Regions from separate parts of the Mus musculus genome. Here region 1 is linked to region 2. Evidence: chromatin contacts called from public Hi-C data. All regions are on one chromosome and are shown on one strand. The core of a region is the stretch at or near the end of the contact, and the rest is flanking DNA. Distances in the headings are between cores, read along the strand shown.

Evidence for each region. A called contact is a pair of places that touch in the nucleus more often than the background predicts.
Region 1: a contact with region 2 is called in a Hi-C map of muscle stem cells, with 3 times the contacts expected there. The contact joins the promoter of Pde7a here to the promoter of Ythdf3 in region 2. A contact is called at or near these places in 2 of 39 promoter capture datasets (cranial neural crest and pre-B cells) and 1 of 484 Hi-C or Micro-C datasets (muscle stem cells).

What each region holds. Positions count from the first base shown.
Region 1 is chr3:19,308,487-19,313,508 of GRCm38.p6, forward strand. Pde7a (phosphodiesterase 7A) reads right to left here and starts at 2,836. Exons shown (of 13, transcript NM_001122759.2): 1 at 2,378-2,836. The coding sequence starts at 2,515.
Region 2 is chr3:16,180,576-16,185,680 of GRCm38.p6, forward strand. Ythdf3 (YTH N6-methyladenosine RNA binding protein 3) reads left to right here and starts at 2,590. Exons shown (of 5, transcript NM_001145919.2): 1 at 2,590-2,945; 2 at 3,347-3,371. The coding sequence starts at 2,922.

The sequences.
Region 1 (5,022 bases), core at 1,586-4,085, 3.1 Mb after region 2:
CTGTTTCATGTTTAAAATTGATACTCAACTTAGTCTGAGGTACTCTCATCTATTCATTCCCTTAAATATTTATTAATTTCCTACTATGAACTGCACTCTAATACTGAAGTCAAAATGAACTGAAATGATAACTAGTTTTGAATATATTTTCAAATAGAAAATTTGTAAATAAATTCTACTTAGAAACTAAAGAAAAAACTTAAATACATTTTTTTTTAAGACTCTTAAATAAAATCACAAAACCATCTAAACTTCTTCCAAATTCTGTAACGTTTAGCTTAGGAACCAACGATTCAAGGGTATGGCAGCTTGTGAGTCAACCAAATGCTTGTTTTAAAGAGCACTGAATAAGATTCTAAGATTATCTACCTCGTTTTTCCCATGACATATTGCCATCTATCCCCAAAGCATTCAGTTTCACTACACGATTTACTACTAAGTGATACTAAGTGATGGTAACCCATGTCAGCTCGAGTGAGGTACCCTGTTATGTTCACCAGGAAAAAGGTATGTATTCACTAAGAAAAGTTCTGTCTCAGCCTAAGGAGTTCCCACATACTCTCTTGGAGATCTGGAAGTTGTTTATAAGTTTTAAAAGCTAGTAAAATCGGTGTAATTCTATAGAATTTGTGGTTTGTTGCCACAGTCACAGTTTTAAAATTCCACTACCCATTTAATCTTAGTCTAGGGGTGGGCAAAGAAAACTGAAGCTTAAATTGTTTTTTGTGTGGTAATTAAGATACTAGGTAAAGCTCTTGGGGTCAGTTTTGTTTTCAATCCCTTGATCTTCCCTCTCAGGAAGCAGGGACATGTAACACATATTTCATAACTTTAGATAAAGTGTGCCTTACTATTTATATGTAAGTGAAAGTGGGTGTTCGTCATGTCTGCTGATCTCAGGAAGAAAACAGTATTTAGAAATGAAAGTTACTTCCATTAAAGACCTTTAATTACTATTATTGAAAACCTTCTCCTGAGTGCTTTAATATATTTTGATATTATTCTGGAACTTTAAAACGTGTTAAGCAATAATAAAAAATACAGTTCACAAACTACACTTCAAAGTAACAAAAGTATTATTTGAAATTCCACTTAGTATTTTACACTGAATTCTTTAGCATACTACCTTGTATCAGAAGAGTCTGACCTTAAATAAAGAAGAACTCTTTGAAAGGAAACTCACACAGAACCTCCTGCTCTATCTTGCAGGCCAAAAAGGAAAAAGAAAAAAAGGCAAATGACAAATAGAATTTACTGGCGATCTACTATAAGCAAAATCTCTAAAAGATGCTGTCCATTCTAACTGTCTTTAAAATTTCCTTTCTTATAATACAATATAATTGAAGGGAGAAACAGTGTGCTATAAAGGGTAAAGAAATACTAAGCAATAGAAAAAAATAAGAATACTTTATTTTACGAAATGAATACGGGACCTAGGGCAATGGCTCAGGCCTGGTACTTGGAAGTCTGAAGCAGGAAGATCATGAGTTAAAGGCAAGACTGAACAATTTAGAAAGGCCCTGCCATAAACAAGCACACAAATAAACGAATGAATGGATGGATGGATGGATGGATGAATGGCTGAGGCTCACTGATTGGAGTCTAGACCAGCAAATGTAAGCACACTCCTCCAGTACCCGTCCCAAAAGTAATCTCATAAACACAGAACTTCTGGCAGCAGGCAATGAGGGCACCAGGTTCATATGTAAACAAAGTAAAATTCTTCCTCTTTATTCTAAATCTGGCAACCAAATTTAACCCAACTAAAGAGCTGAGCCAAGGACGTCACAGAAAAAAATTTTTTTTTTTTTAATGTTCAACAGCAACTGGTGTTGGGCCATCGGAAACAAAGTCCTTTGTGAATGCTCATCAGTGGTTTCTGAACTAAAGCCGCCTTTATCAAGCGAGAAAACTGATTGGAAACCATCAACTTTGCACACTAGTTCCTGACACCTAGGCCCCTTCCCTACAAAGCAGCAGTTCGCAGTTCGGGTGAGGACCACAATGGGACCACTAGGCCTATTGTTCTGAGAAACTCAGCACCCGCAGCGCTGCAAGGCTCGAGAACCTGCACAGGTGTGGGGGAGGGCTAGGGGGTGGGGGGCGAAAAGGTGAGCTCAGGGTCATGACTAAGGGGACAAGAGGCCCAACTGGTAGGAGACACAGAGAAAGGAGGGGAGGATAAAGTCATGGCTTGGGGCTACCAGCGGGCGTGACGGGTTAGCCGCGGCGAGGGTCGCAGAGGCCAGGGGCACCGAGCACAGCCGAGGGTGAAAGACTCCGGGAAGGGGAGGCCAGCCTACCGAGGCGGGAACAATGGCCCGAGTCCCTCCAGAAGACAAAAGCACCGAGCTGCGGGCCCCGGGGCGGCGGTTACCTGCGAGAGCTGCCGGGGATGCGGGCAGCCGAAGAGCGCGGAGCTGGAGCTGAAGCTGATGGCTCCTCGGCGGCTGAGGACGTGCTGGGGGACCGGCCTGTCCAGGGGCAGCACCGGCAGCTGGTAGCATACTTCCATTGAACACGTCCGCCTTGGATCCGCGCGGCGCCCGCCAGTCCGCGGTCGCCCGCCCCTGCGCTACGAGGGGGCCGCGCCGCGGGGACCCGGGGCCGAGGCGCGCGCGGGGCGGGCGGCGCTAGTGGCCGCCGACGCCTCCCGGCCCTCCGCGCGGCTGGCGGCGGGAAGGGCTGCAGCGGGCTCGGGAAGCCGGGCGGGCGGCGTTAAAGGGGAACCCGCCGCCCAGGCGCTCCGCGGCGCGAGAGCTGGCCCGGGCCGCGAGCACGGGCGCGGAGCGTAGAGCAGTTCGGCCGCCGGAGCCCTGCCCCCTCCCCTCCCCCGAGCCTCACTCCGCTCCGCCGCCGGCGCGAGCCCGGCGTAATTCACACTTTGCAGCAGCGGACCCTGCGCCAACCACGGCCGCCGCCACCGTGACGTCACGACGCCGCGCCGCATGCCCCGCGCCCCGCGCCGCCGCCGCGCCCAGGAGCCCGCCGGCTGTCCGGACAGGGCTGCTCGCGTCCGCTGCGCTAGGCGCCGCGCCGCGCCGCGCCGCGCCCCGCGCCCCCCCGGCCCCTCCCGCCTCCCCGCAGCTCCCTCCCCGCAACCCGCGGCGCGTGCGCAGGAGAGTTACGTGGGGCATCCTCGGGCGCACCGACCCGGAGTTTGTTCGGCCTACCGGATCGGCGCTGTTTCGTCCGACAGATCCAAAATGCCCAGAGCACCGGGCGCCCTCTCCGTGCTCCGCCCGTCGGGGCACCGCGCGCGTCCCCTGTGGAATTCCCGTACTAGGGCGTCGCGGGAGGCCGCTGCGGCGGTGACGCCAGCAGATCTCGGGGGCTCAGTGCTCCCGCTATGTCACCGTCCGTGCCCTACCTAGGCAAGGTTCCAGTGGCTTCCCTTGGCAAGTGAGGCCCCAGACTTTCGGGGCCTGCAGAGCAGAAAAAGACCAAAAACTCCCGAGCGAGAAGGAGGGTCTTTGGATGGAGAAAAGTGAAATTCTGCAACCAAGAAAATGAGAAATGACGATATTGGGAAGACAAAGATGACAAAGAGACCAAAAGTTCCCCTAGCCAACCATCGCCCTTCTTTGTTAGTGTTTGCTGGCTAGGATGTAAGAGAGCTTTTCACCTGTTTTGGTAAGGTGAGGATATAATTTGCTTGTTCTTTTAAGTTTCTGCCCCAAACTGCCAAAGCTTTTCTGCAGGAGCCGACTGTTTCTGATGCTTTGAGCATCAGATACTTTTAGCATGAACGAGCTCCACACCCCCACCCCCACCCCCGCCCCCTGGCAAAATAGATTTGGATCATTTCTCAGGGCATCTAGTCTCCCAGTTATTTAAGATTGGCAAGGTGGCAGGTCTTAGAAGAAGTACAGTGCTGAGCCTGGGCTTAATGATGCTATAAATTGAGTACCGAGTGTACATGATCAGATAAACGGACAAAGGTGGAAGGTGTATTCTTTTATTATTTAAACCTCGTGCCCCTGTGTATTTTCTACATGCCAGGTCTTCATCATGTTTTACGATCCGTTCTGTGTCATGGAATTTGCCTTCACTAGATGAAGAAGCACTAATGAGATTCTTTTAGTGCAGCAACTGATCTCACTGCTTTTGAAATCCTAATTAGTCCCTGTAGTAGATGTGTTAAGCATCTCACTTGGGATTACACCGAGCACTGTGGGCCACTTAGTCTTCAGAAAGTCGTTTATCAGCTGACTAAATTGGAAGTAGATTCCTAGAAACAAACTTGCCCTACACCTAGGACAGATAAATCTCAAGAACTAACCTCAAGTGATATGTACGGACATGGTGGTACAAACCTGTAATCGCTGCCTTTGGAAAGCTAGGGCAACACGATGAAGAGTTGAGAGTTAAAGATAAGCTCAAGTATCATAGTGAGTTCAAAACCAGGCAGACTACATAGTGAGATTCTATCTCAAACAACAACAACAAATTTGAGTACCTCTACACAAAGTTGATACTGGTAAAATTTCATTGAGTAAAATATACCACATTTAGTAATATCCAAATATTTGATTAATTAAATAATAAGACTCACTACTAAATAGGCAACTAAACAGTACATTTCCAGTAAGGTCTATTTCAGGGTCCTTGTTTGAGCCAAGAGCCCTGGCAGGTATTTTATATACAGTATTTTTACCCAACACATAGTAATTTGATCTTATTTATACAAATGAGCAGTCCCTTTCCAAAACTAAGTCACTTCCTTAGTAAACGCTGGTCTGACTTGAGAGCCATGTCTTCCACCATAGCATGCAGTATTATGTTTTCTGTATTGTTGGGAAGGCATTAGGGTGCATCAGAGGAACTCCAGAAAGGGTGAGGGGAGATGTTAAAGAGAGATTTCAAGAGATTGGCTCAAGATTGCTAAAGCTGATGTCTAGAGAGTAGATGGACAGACAGACAGTAATAGTGGACTTTGCATTCTGGGATCTGAAACTGATAAGAGAAAACTGCCAGGCTGAAAAGATAGGCAGGATTTCTTTCTATGCTGGAGTCTTCAGA
Region 2 (5,105 bases), core at 1,340-3,839:
GGTATTCTGAAACAGAAAAGGAACACGAGTGTGAAAAGTAGGGAAGTTTCAGCAGTGTGGAACTGGAGTCCATCAACTTGCAGGCAAGTTCCTCATTGCTTTTATTGTAGGGTAGTTGTGTAAGACAAGAACATTAGGGGAAGATGAGCAAGAGACGTGCAGGAACTCTGGGTAACATCTTTGTAACATTTCTGTAAATCTAAAATTACTTTAAAATAAACATGCTTTTTTCTTTCTAAAAATATATACCTTGTTTCAAACTTGATAAGTTTTAATTTAGTAAATTTAGCCAATGTCTAGAGTCTGCTTTTATAACAAGTTCTAGGGAAAAGCTGTAGTTTTCCCAAGAGACAAGAATCACACTTGAGAGACACCATTTAAAGGAAACACAAGGCTACATGATTTCTTCTGCCTTTTTCTTGCCTTTATAAATTTCCTTTCAATAACTACAAGAATGCTTGGGAAAGAGGCCTATTTCAAAACAACACTTTAAAAAGTATTTCTCTGTATTCAATTCTGTTAACTATTAGTTTTACCTTACTATATACAGTATTTAGATATCTTACATTTAAAATGCATCATTCAGTCCTATAAACTATCTGTGCTTGGCTCATCTACTGTTACTTGAAGGTAATACAGAATCTTAAAAATCTTAGTATAAATACTGGAAAAAGTTTCAAAGAAAAATTTAAATAGTACTAGCTAGCAGAGTGAATTTGGGAAAGAGTTTTACACACAGGTCATTACTTATTATGTCTCTGTTGTCATCTATTATTCTTCCTGGGTGGTAACATTCTTGATCCTCAGTTGAACATATATTTCACAATACATGTTTCAGTTCCCTTGCAACCAAGAATTTTCAGAGAACAATGTTGTAGTTAGTAGGAGGTAGACAGGTGTGGGAAATAAAATTGCTATGAAATATCCGGAGAGAGCACTCTGCTCTCCCTGCCTGCCCCGCTCTTTTCTCTTTCCTTTTAGTGTGGTGGGGTTGTGATGATGGCTGGAAGGAGAACAGCCACCTCTGCGGCACTGATGGAGTGTTCTAGAGGTGATCCCAGGGGCACACACACGGGGATCGGAAAAACATTTTCAGGAGTGGTTCTCTCCTATCACGTGGGTTCCAGGTATAGAACTCATGTTGTCAGTTTTTGGTGTAAGTGCCCTTATCTGCCCAGCCATTTTGCTGGCCTTGGACTATTTCTTAAACTTACTTTGGAGCCAGGCAGTGGTGGCGCATACCTTTAATCCCAGCACTCGGAGGCTGAGGCAGGCTGATTTCTGAGTTCGAGGACAGCCTCGGCTACAGAATGAGGTTTTAAAAAATTTTTAATTTTTGAAACGTAGCCTTGGCTGTCCTGGAACTCATATAGATCAGGCTAGCCTCAAACTCACAGAGATCCACCCTCAAGTGCTGAGTTTAAAGGTATGTGCTCCCTCACCCAGCCTTCAATTTTTGTAGCAGCAGTTATCACACAAGATACTGTGACTATTTAATCAATTATATTGCCTGACATTTCAGGAGTACTCACTGAGTTACAGTTTTGATGCGGGGACTCACTCAGTGAAGAAACAAGAAGTGGCTGATTATGTATGTCAGGCCTTAGTTTACTCATGACGCCAAGGTTTAGGTTAAGAGACTTCTCCAAGGTTATAAACTAATCATTGCTAGGTAAGAATTCAAACTGAGATTCGTGGAATTCCAAAGCCATGCTTCTCAGATAGGAGTAAAGTCAAGGCCTGCAAGCCTTTTCTATTAGTTTTCGCTATGCACTTTCAACTTTCCAGCCTCAATTCCTCTTCCGACAAACTCCTTGAAAACCAAAAATGTTTTTGGGAGTGGGAGCTAGGTAGAGCAATGTAGAATAAGGGGGACCTTGGGAAATGGACTGATTTGCAGCTCAGGGTCCGAACAGAAGGAACACAAGAGAAAGGGATTTGGGTTGACCACACCTAAAATTGCCTTTTGAGGATTTGCATGAGAAGCAATCTTGACACAGTGATTCTAAAATATTGTGGTACTACATATAGAAAACTGTGATTTTCCTAATTTCCTGCTTCATAGGTTAGCACTTAAACTGGGAGGTTTTAAAAGGATTTGGCTAGTTAGGAATGCACACTACACCACACCTGTAAAGAAATCTTACTTGGGAAGGAAATTCAATAAAAATGCCAAAATTATAATTGGACTGACTTTCTTTGTTTTTGCCAACAGGTAAGAAAGTAACATTACCAGTTTCTAGGGACATTTTAACATTTTCTTTTTTTCGGGAGGGGCAGCAGTCTTGCAACTGTTTCTCTTTCCGAAGGCTATTTTATTCAATAAAAACCAACCCCATCCCAGTAGAGAGTTAGAAAGCATTCATTGAGAGCGTGCTCCCGCACCCCGCACGCACGCACGCACGCCCGGTGGTGGCTGAGCGGACAGGCGCTGCTGGACCGCTTCTGTAGCCTCCAGGCTAACAACGCCCGAGCCCAACGCTCACGGTACCGCGCATGCGTCTAAAGTACAGCTGCGCCTCCGGGTCTCTGCCCCCCTCCCCTCTCCGATGACGTGCACGGCGGGGGCGGAGCCCGAGGCCGTGGCGGGAGTGGGGGAGGAACTGCGAGGTGTGCGTGGACGTCAGACTGGATAGCGGAAGGTCAGGACGGCCCGGAGCGGAAGTGGGGCTGAGGCGCCTGTCCGCCATTGTGGGCCCGAGGATCGGAGGACGAGCGGGGACGAGCAGTGTGCAGGCGGCGAGCTCGGGCCCCTTCCGCGACTCCCGAGCGTGAGCCCTCTCCCTGGAGCCTGCGAGAGCGGCGGCGGCGGAGGCCGGAGCAGAGCTTCGCGAGGGCGGTAGTCGACTGCTGTGAGTGCTCTCGGCGAGGCCCAGGCAGCGGCGGCGGCGGCGGCGGTTCCTCTCGGGTTACGGTGAAGAATGTCAGCCACTAGCGTGGATCAGGTGAGGGAGCAGGGCCCCGGCTCGGCGAAGGCCGGAGCTGCAGAGCTCCACCCTCGCGTGCGGCGCGGCTCCTCTAGCCGCCGCTAGCTCCGTAACGGCGCCGCGGGTCCCGGTTGTCGGGGCTGCTGCCCAGGCCGGCCTGAGCGCGGGCGGCTGAGTCTGCGGCCGGCGCCCGTGACCACAGGCCCGGAGGTCCCGGCGGCCGCCGCGGGGCCCGGAGCTGGCGGGTGCCGGAGGCGAGGCGGAGAGGCGGCGGGAGGCGGCCGGGCGGAGAGGTTGCGGAGGATCTGGTGGGGTTCACACCTACGCGGATTGTTCTGAAGAACTTGTTTGCAGTGGCTCTGTTTAACGCACTTTTCTTCCCCCTCCCCCTCTTTACCACCTCTGTCGTCTTGCTTCAGAGACCTAAAGGGCAAGGAAATAAAGGTGAGTTTGTTTGTTTGTTTTCCCCTTAGGTGTTCCCTTGATGTGATTTTTTTTTAAAAAAAACTGTAAGCGGTTTCTTTCTTGTTTTTGCACTTCTTTCTAAATATAAAGGATAGAAAAACATCCAACGCAGCTAACAGACAACATTTACTTAGCTCCTGGGTTTGTAGAAACCGAAGTACTAAGAAGAAACAGCTGTCTTGGTTGTATTTCAATGAACGTAATGTTATTTCTTCAGTTTACCATTTATGTTTGTTACATAACTTAGGTCATACTTTTTTCTACATTTGTGTATAGTTGGATAAGTTTTTAAAGTGAACAGCATTCTGTTTGAAATTTCGGGATTACATTTAAACTTGGCAAATCACATGGCGTTCTATGCCACATTGGGTGAAAATCATGCCCCAATCACTGAATAGAATCAGTGAAGTTGCTTGCAAGGAGACAACACCACTATAGAACTCCTAACAAGTATGTAATCTTACAGCAGCGCTCTGATTGGAAGGCGTGTCTCGATCTGGTTTCTTACAAAAGCCCGAGAAGGAAATTATTTGTGCAGTTATTGCTAGTGTTATATGATTTGCTATTTAAAAACTACCACTAAAAGTAAGGCAGTTAAAACACAAATGTAGTTTGTATTTATGCGTGTGGAACAAAGTAGTCAGCTGATTGAAACATGGCTTAACATGTGATATTAGTGTAGAACAATAACTCCTTTCTTGGGGTGGTGCCAATTAAAGAACATTACAATGAGCTATATATTTGTAACGTTTTGTAGTGCCGGAAGTGACACTAAATACAATTACACTTCCTGCTTTTTTTTTTCTTCCCCGTTCCCCAGTAACTAAGTACTACTTAAAAAATAAGATCTGTAATAGCCCTTTAGGTGAAGATTTATTGTTTCTATTGATGCTTTCAATGGTTTTCCTGGGATTTTATGTGCCAAGGCTGGTTAATTAGAAATAATAGTGCTCTGTCCAGAATAACTTTCTTCATGCCACACTACATTTTATATAAGAGTTTATATATGCCAGATACATTGTAGTGTGTTAGTTAACAAACTATTTTAATTAATGTTTTATTTCAGCATATGAACATCTAGGAATTTTTAATTCATAGAATTCCAGTTTATTTTAGTTACAATTGTAAACTTCAGAATTAGAGGTTAGTTTAAAATTAGTTATTAAACATTTGTAAGTTTAAAAGGACTTTTTTCCTTTTCCTTTTTTGACTAATCTGACCATACTGAAATTTCTGGTCATTATTGCCTAGTATAAACTATTTTATTCTAGAGCCATGGCACTTTGCAAGGCTATTTGAAGTGCTGTGTTTTATGTTACCTGTTTTAAGGTAAGTGATTTCTGTGAAGGTCTTTTGGATAAAACAAAATAGATCATGCAGATGGGTATTATAAGCTAGTTCTGTATTACCACAGTTTTGGTTACTTGAGAACAACCACTTCATTTTGGTGTCGCCTAGTGACCGCTCTGCTGATAGACTTATCACCAAATAGACAGAAGCTGCCTAGCCACAGACTTCATCACCCTCTGATTACATTTTTTATGTGAGAATTTTTAATTGTTAGTATCACTTCTGATTTAATATTTAGATACACATACATATTGTGTTTTTGAAAGTTCTTTAATCCCGCAGATTTTCTTTGACTCTTTTTTATAACTTTAATTTTATCCTAAGATGAAGATTAGACTGGGATTTCTTATAGTCCTGGGTTCC